2 separate regions of the Anas platyrhynchos genome follow, and region 1 is linked to region 2. The links are chromatin contacts, called in public Hi-C maps. All regions are on one chromosome and are shown on one strand. Each heading gives the region's core, a stretch centred on a gene start, on an enhancer-like site or on the middle of the called end of the contact. The rest is flanking DNA. Distances are from core to core; before and after follow the strand shown.

The links. A called contact is a pair of places that touch in the nucleus more often than the background predicts.
Region 1: a contact with region 2 is called in a Hi-C map of skeletal muscle, with 2.8 times the contacts expected there. The contact joins two enhancer-like sites.

The regions. Positions count from the first base shown.
Region 1 is chr5:12,609,028-12,613,590 of IASCAAS_PekinDuck_T2T, forward strand. The region is part of intron 2 of YY1 (YY1 transcription factor); the gene reads right to left. Among named protein-coding and RNA genes, the nearest start is that of YY1, 13 kb to the right of the region's middle. Within about 2 kb of position 2,689, at least 5 of the 8 cell types and tissues checked have an H3K27ac peak or open chromatin away from gene starts, as enhancers often do.
Region 2 is chr5:12,558,068-12,562,059 of IASCAAS_PekinDuck_T2T, forward strand. It overlaps WARS1 (tryptophanyl-tRNA synthetase 1), which reads left to right. Exons shown (of 11, transcript XM_027457764.3): 11 at 1-977. It overlaps SLC25A47 (solute carrier family 25 member 47), which reads right to left. Exons shown (of 8, transcript XM_072038299.1): 8 at 1,518-3,992. Among named protein-coding and RNA genes, the nearest start is that of WDR25, 23 kb to the left of the region's middle. Within about 2 kb of position 1,619, at least 4 of the 8 cell types and tissues checked have an H3K27ac peak or open chromatin away from gene starts, as enhancers often do.

The sequences.
Region 1 (4,563 bases), core at 1,439-3,938, 52 kb after region 2:
TTAAAATTAGCTTTCTGCAAGAGGAGCCCAGACTAGAAGAACCTGGACTGCTGATCTTAATTGCACTGTTGCAGGTAGCTCTTGCTGGTGGTTAGACATCTGGTTCCCACCCAATAGAACATCCCTACCAGCTCCCTCCCAAGTTTTCTTAGCCTGAAACACTGACCAAAACCAGAACTCTAGCAGATACCGCTATTTAAAGCAACTATGGAGGCACACGTTAACACCTGGGTGGAACTTCCAAAACAGCTGCCTTTGCACAGAGCCCATTTCCATGGCAAGACCAGAATTCCCATTTCTGCAGCAAGCTTCTGTGGGCCACGTCTAGCAGTAACAACTGCAGACCATCAAAAAAAATGGAAGTATAACCTTTTAGACCCAGGTACAGGACATTGCAGTTAAAGGCTAAGCCTGATAACTTGTATTTAAAGCATCACATTGCTGGAGTGAAATCACAGGTATTAACCATTCCTCAAAACAAAGTTTCTTTCTAATATTGCAGTGACAGTTACAGCTAACTACCTCCTTTCACTGCCCTGCAGGAGCTGTTCCTTCCAGTAGAACCTCTGCATCAAAGCTCTGTCAATCTCCACAAACAATTATGCTGGAGATGAATCAGATTTTTAACAAGTTAGCCACAGAAACAGTGCTAAAGCAGTCAAAAGCAACTAACAGTATAGAAATCCACCCTCCCTTTCGCTATCTTTTTTTTTTTTTTCTTCCCGTTAAACCTGTGTTGTCATATTTTTTCTTCTCCCTCTATAGAAACCTAAACAGCATTGCTCTGGCAACTTCTTTTGCACTTCCTGGAGGTCTCTGATGATCAACAGTGATAATTCACCTCTACCGATGACCGCATCCCTATGAATGGTTAGAAAAGGAGGAAGTTATTCTCTACAGGTTCACTTCCACTTCTGGTCTGTTCCCTCACTGTCACACCCTTCATAGTGCCCTGCTGAGGCAGAAGTACCACAAGTGGTCCGTTTGTGCTAAAGAGCTCCCGAAACTGGCTAGACTGGCTTCTGGATAAACAGACACAAAGGGAGTGCCACAAGGTGTCCTAGGAATCTACCTACAATCAAAGAGCCCACAGTTAGCCTCCGACGCAGCTGGGCCCAGAACTGTTGTAAAATTAAACTGTTCCCTTTTGTTCCAAGGTTCCAGCAAAAATAGTTACTGGTTTTGTTCCAGTTTGCAGAACATCATGTATGTAAACACAGAGAGTGACCTTAGCAGCGTGGGACAGAGCAAGAGATTTCCCTTTCCCCCGAGTAATGCCTGGGGTAAAGCAATTGTCAGTTTACTGCCCTTTAAGTGTCTCTGGAACAAGAACAAGACGAGTACAAAAGCACATACCTTATAAAGAGGCCTAAGTCATAAAGCTAGGTGGCCAGCATGCTTTGTCATGTTTAAGAAGGGTGTCCAGTTTCAAACTCTAACACAGTAGCCTTGCCTTTGTTTTCTATCCATTTTGGAAAGCCGTCTTAACAGGAGGGGCACTTCCTCCAATGGCTCTCTTCCAGGAAAGGTACCAAGAGGAGCAGAAAATAAAGCCACAGAGAAGATAATTTTTACCACTAGGACCCATTACTGTGCCAATTTCCCAACTTCTCTTTTTATTTCTTTGTATTTTACTTATATTTGTACTGTGCTGTCTCTAGTCAGTTCAGTCATCTATCAAGAGAGCAGACAGGAGTTTTCAAGGGGATTTGTTTGGGAGAATTTTAAAGAAGCCTACCATATGCACCAACTAGAAACACATCTGTTACTTCTCCAAGCAGTTATGACTGCTTCACATCTAACTACAGAGCAGCTCGTAATCGGTTTAGACTTGGATGAAACATTTTCATCCAAGGTTTTCAGCCTTCATCAAAGGTTTTCAACCTGGAGAAGGCTCAGGGGTGACCTTATTGCTCTCTATAGGTACCTTAAAGGAAACTGGAGTGAGGTGGGGGTTGATCTGTTCTCCCACATGCCTGGTGACAGGATAAGGGGGAATGGGCTCAAGTTGCACCAGGGGAGGTTTAGGTTGGATGTTAGGAAGAACTTCTCTACCAAAAGGGTTGTTAGGTATTGGAATGGGCTGCCCAGGGAAGTGGTGGAGTCACCATCCCTGGAGGTCTTTAGAAGACATTTAGATGTAGAGCTTAGGGATATGGTTTAGTGGAGGACTGGTTAGTGTTAGGTTAGAAGTTGGACTCCGTGATCTTGGAGGTCTCTTCCAACCTAGACAATTCTGTGATTTTATTTCACCTTAATGGACTTTCAGTGTCCCAGCCAAAAGGTATCGAAAGAAAAAGGAGGTAATTTATGAGGTTTTATTTCTTTTGTTGCAGATCATTGACAACTAATGTTTTACATTCTGATCTGACTGCCTTAGAGAAATACACAAATCCATTTTTACTTTTATTGAATTTTTAAAGCGTAGTAGAGAAAATGCATGAGTTGTACAATAGAATGCAGTAATTTGTGGAAGGAAGTTGCCCAACAGGTATAATTTATAGTCATTCATCTATGAATTACTAAGCAGATCTTAATGTTCTGATGCAGTTTGTTTATTTGCGGTGTTTTCAATAGTTTCAGGATGTAGAAAAACCCTTTCCAGGAATCACTACAGAGGTTCCAGTTAAAGGGCCCAGATTCCTGTTACATGACTCAATGACGCACCAAAAAGGCAACAGAATCCAGCGGTATGTCGATGGAATAAACGCTCGTTCCGCTGGTGCCACCTAGCTGCTGAGCAGCAGTGGTGCCCATTTCACGTGCTGAATTTCTGCAGCTTCTGAAATGCTTTTTGTAAGGCTGCAGCAATACAGAAGACTTCAAGCATCATTGAGACCACCCCTCTTTACCCCTCACTAAACAGACTCAGAACTCCAGACCCCTGCCTGAAATCGGTTACTACTAAAATTAAATTCCAACATGCATTTTAATTAAGAGGCCACAAAGCTTTTAAGTTACCCAAGTTAAATTACCCAAGCTTTGCCCATTTCAAGTTAACCTCAGAACTCTGTTCCCATAAATTAATGCAACTGTCTCAGTCAATTTACCCTTAATCAATATAAGCTGCACGGGTATAAAGAGTGAATCTAGCCTGGTTTTGAGTAGCTGATTTACAAATGTATAGCACGTTTCTTCCAACTAATTTAATGAAAATGGGAAAGCATCCCAAAATAGCTTGTTTTCAACTGCACAAAATTAACTTAGTATTAGATTTTCCTAGCCTGTTTATGCTTCCTTATATGTGGACTATGCACAAACTTTTTCCACATCAAAATACAAGGCAATACCACATGAAACTTGTGAATTTGAAATCTCTTAAAACTTAACATGCTGGTCAAAGCTTTCAGAATACAGCTGAGAATTTTTGAAGTCTGAATACTGTAATCCTTCAAGCAATGCTTGGAACTTTCAGAGAACTTGACACTAAATAACACATCCTTTTAGGAATACAAATACAACTGTACTCCTAAACCCTATACCTCCAAACCCAATTCTCATGCAGGTGAACCAGTTTTTTTCTTTCAGTTTGCCATGCAAGAAGGCTTTCAGTGATACACAATATGTAGATCAACAAGACAACTGAGCAGTACAAAAAGAGATCTGAGGAATTAGAGCCTGAATTCATCTTATTAGCTAAAAGAAGTCCCTTCAACATGTTTATTTCTCTGCAAGAGAATAAAGACCATAGCAAGCAGTATTCTGATACACCCACATGCACCAGTCTCAGCTATACACAATCATTTCAGATCTAACATACAACTAACTCTGTTTTCTTTTCCAATTTTCTTTTTTAAGGCAAGAGTGAAGGTTTGACAATCATTGATTCTGACCAAGAAATCAAAAAAGCTTTCCTAAAACAGAAGATGCCTAAGGTTTTCATATACCTGCAATTAAGCTATCAGAACAATTTTTGTAGGCTTTGTGCAACCTGGGGACATTGCTGAAGGTGACACGTGCCCAGTATCAATGTTTGTTCATCTTATGACTGAAGCAGTTCAAATTTTATCTGCTATACAGAGATATATTAACAGAAAAATATGAGACAATACACAAAACTCAATCTTTCTATCATCCACTACAAATTCTAGCTCTGCAACTTCCTAGAACATTCCACCCTGAACAAGGAAGTTGAAATTTTACATTACGGTCAAGTGCCACTATTCTCTCAGCAGAAGACTAACTAAAACCTAAAGATGCAGTACTTTTTACAATATTAAAAAGGATGCAGAAATATCTCACAGAAGCAGTCTGGTAATTTCAAGAAGTCCAAATCCTGGCAACCTTTTCAAGTACTCAAACTGATCTGGAGAATAACGTTCAGTATGTGCATGAAGGAAACCCTGTAAGAAACTAGTTCAGCTTCATAACAGAAGATAAAAGATAACTATTTAGTACCTCAGTGCTTACCAGAACAAAAGGTTTCAAAATATTTTAAAATAACTGAAAGAAACATTCTAGGCACATGATTAGCAGAAACGTTTAACATCTTAGAATTAGAACACTATGTACATTCGGAATATCACTTAAACATTTGCTTTCACAGAAAATTGTGTGTTAGCC
Region 2 (3,992 bases), core at 369-2,868:
CGTTTCTGAGGTGGAAATGCCTGCTGTATATATGAAGTAGCACTGCTAGTGTTATCATCATATTTGTGCAAGGGACTGAGGGGAGAAACGCAAAGCAAGCTTAGTCCTACTGTGTGTGTTCCAAATGTGTGCTGGAAAGATCAACGCCTAGGTTTTGTCTTTTTCATTACAGTTTACGTGACCTGGTATCACTAATCTAATCTCATGAGCTTTAATATATTAAAGTAAGTGTTTACCAGCCACTACCTCTCTATAACCCATGGGTACGGTATCTTAGTGCTGACAGGTGCTTATCAATAGAAAAGCATTTTTTTTAAGTGTTTGTGCAATTCTTAGAAAAGAAAAATAGCTTCTTAAATACAGTAGCAAATAAACTAATTTGTGGTAACTGTAGACTTCAGTGATGACCTTCTTGTTCTTGCAGTCTGCTCTTTGCTGTTTTTAAGCTATGCATAGAAGATAAGACTTCAAGTGACTTTTAAAGGGCTTTTATAAACTCATAATGCAAATTTCTTCCTGAAAACATTATATGCAGAACTGTCCTGCAAGATTTATTTCATTAACTAGGAATTTAGTTACTCAGGAAGGGGAAGTACACTGTAGGAGAAGCAGTAGTGTGTTCTATTCTAATTAAGTATATGGATCAATTTTGTAACACAGCAGTTAAAATCTGCCCTGAAAGTTTTAGAAAGGAAAGTAATTGCAAAATTAATATTTGTTTACTAAGCAAGCCATATGCTTACAAAATGTGCTTCTGAAATGTCAGTTTCTGAGGAGTCTTGGAAAGTTCCTAAATCTGCTGCAATTATAATTAACGTCCCAGAGGTATTTAAAGGTTAAGACAAGGCAGTCTTCAAATGTATGGGTGAAATGTCTAATGACGTTATCAGGCAATGTTCATTACATTTTCCTCAACTTGTAATATTTTGTTTATCTCACTGTAATAAAAATGTAGATAAAAGTCTGTATCAAACTTGTTTGGTAGTTGGTTTTTGTTTTTGTTTTTCTTCTTTTCAACTTTTAACAGGCTTAATTTACTCTGTTTTTCTATTTTTGACCTCTCTTCCTTCCCTTTTAGTTGTTGACTTAGTCACCCCATAGAGTTGGTCATTGTTTTCATGTCCAGTGCCTTTCAAATAGTGAAAAAGGGGGCCTTGTAACCCCATCTATATGGTCTTAACAGATAAACCTCAAATTTCTCCCAGAGCAAGGTAATGAGGGTCGGTCATCCAAAGACTAACAGGTTGCAAGGAAGACTGGATGTTGAATTTCCCTGTGTGCAGCAGCCAGCTCAGAAACAAGGGGAGGTCAATGTGACCTGTTACCACAATGTTTCTGTAGGTTTGGTGTGAAAGACTTGCACTTAAATGGGCTCCAGCTGTCTGGGGAGCACAGATTCTGAATAGCTTCACTTGGCTCTTCCACAGTCACTAAGAGGAATACTGAAACACGTCTGGATATTGTTAACCACTGTCAGAGAAAACAGGAACTATTAGCAGCATGAAGCAAAACGTGACTTCTAAAGAAAAATTTCTTTATTCACGGCCAGCAAGTTTGTTACTGAAAGAAATAGCCTATGCAGAGAGCTATGTGGTATCTTCATTCTGCTGGCTGGCCTTCAGCTGGATATCAGAAGAAATAGTTCTGTGATTATCAGAGAGGCAAATAGAGTAGCTGAAGGTCAAGGTAATACAACGGAATCAGAAAATAAAGCAGCCAAGTTCTGAAATCCCCAAGCCAAGCACCCAGCTTGCTGTATATGTAGTTATTTGCACAATATGTACATTGTGTCATGTTGTTAAACAAAAGTCAGTTCTTATTTATGTGCCTGGGTTTACAGTGCTTACACAGACAATACCTTTGCCTGGGGGTAGTTTATATCAACATGAACTAACTGTGGGTTCTTGCCCTACAGCAGGTTGTCAGCCATACCCTGGGTGTGTATTTTTTTTCAGTAAAGGCTTGTGGGACGCTGGATTCCAAGCAGTTAGCTTCCTGAAATAAGTTGTCTAAAGATCCAACTTACCTCTAATCCAGTATTTGTTCAGGCCAGGTGAGAACCTGCTTTTATTTGACACTGAATACCTGGGGGCTCACATTTCTCAGCTCCTCTCATTCGCTTTCACGGTTGTTCCCACTGATTTTATAATTCATCTGTAATTCCTACTTCTTGAAACAAGCTGTATGGCAGTTACACCCACAGGAAGAGGCATTTTTAGTCATCTGAGTGCTTGAACCTATTGGGTAATCTGAGAATTTATTTTATAGAATTTATTTATAGAATTTATTTTCAAACCTCAGGCTGACCATGGATGATATTAACACTGCCTATTAATAAATGGTTGTTTTGTCTGATATACAGGCATATTTTGCTGTCTCTGTTCACAGGATATAATGCCTGAGAAGTAAAGTCAGCTGAGAATAATACAGTGTAAAGAAACTTGATTCCAGCAAACATCCCAACAGAGCTGGGATAAATCCCTGCCCTACTAGGACAGCACTCAGTTAGATGCATCCCTTGTAGAAAGAGGAGAAGGTAATAGTCTCTTAGGAACCCATCTTAAGAGAAATTCCAAACCTTTAGGCCTCAATTAAATCTACTGTCGTAAGGACTTTCAGATAAAGGAGGTTTGGAGCTGACATCATAAAGGTAAACGTGAAGATTCTGGCTTGCTGAGGCTGTACATGCTTTGAGATAGAGTCAGATTAAGTCCTGGGTCTTTCATTTCACTTCCCTGTAAGGTGACATACTCTGCATCTGTCTGGCCTCTTAAACCTGCTCTGGGATCAGCTGCAAGAGCTGGACAGGAGACCAAAATTCTGATAATCATTCCATAGCATGGCTGTGGAAAGGTCTAAATAGCAAGTTGAAGGCTTAGACTTCAGGACAGTTCTGGAACTTTTTACAAGTTATATATGAAAGAGATTGCCTTTATTTTTTCCTAGTAGCATCTGAAATTTTTAAACTTGTCCTTCTAGTACAAGATCCTTTCTTCCATGTCCAGGGTAGCTGCCAAGTCCTGTCTGCTGCAAAATTGCTGTTAGTGTAATCAGGTCTGTGCTATCAACTGCTAAAAGTGCATGTGGATCACCAGGACATCAAAACTGAGTAAGAGAACTCATTTTTAAAACTGATTTTCCTCTTCCCCTCCAAAAAAAGCACATTTCCAACAGGTTCTGATTGGGGAACCGATCCAGCCCACTCCAGAGGTCACCACCCAGGGAGAAAAATGAAGAAAGCAAACATCATTGCCCCTGAGCCAGAACCAGCAAATTAAGATTAAAACCAGATTCCATCAAAATGTAACTTTGGGAAAAAAAAAAAAAAAAAAAAAAAAAAAAAAAAAAAAAAAAGCCACTACATTTGGCTGCTCCTGATATGCATTTTAAAGTGAAAAGGGTATGCACATCTTACAGTTTTGCAATTCTTTTTTAACTTACCTAGCTGCCCAACACACAGATTTTATGGCAGTCTCTCTTCTGAGGAGCAAAGCTTTCTTGCATCCACCCCAGCCCTCCTTGCAGGACCAGGGCTGGTTTGGAAGCTCTGGCCACCGCCAGGCATGCGGTGCACCCAGCTGCCAGAAGGGGACTGAGGATCTGCGGCTGGGGACTGCGCTGGGAGAAAAACACGTGATTTCCAGAATTGATGCCTGTTTTCGATTCCAATGAGGCCATTAGGGCGATTATGTAAGCAGACTATCTCTGCCACTCACGAAGAAATGCCAGGAAAAAGCAAGGAGATTCATATTTCAGCTGCTACCGAAGGGATGTAATCGCAGAGAGCTTGGGCAGAATTACAGCTGGGAATGAACAGTCCACCAGCTGTGGCTTGAAGCACAAATATGTAAATTGCTCAATGAATGCCTTACAGGCATTACACATGTAAAAAGGACACACCATATAGCGTTAAATCATACACAAACTGCCTTCAAATTCAGTAGTGAAGGTTGTTTTCTGTGCTGGTAGAAAACAAAATGAAACCTTTCCCA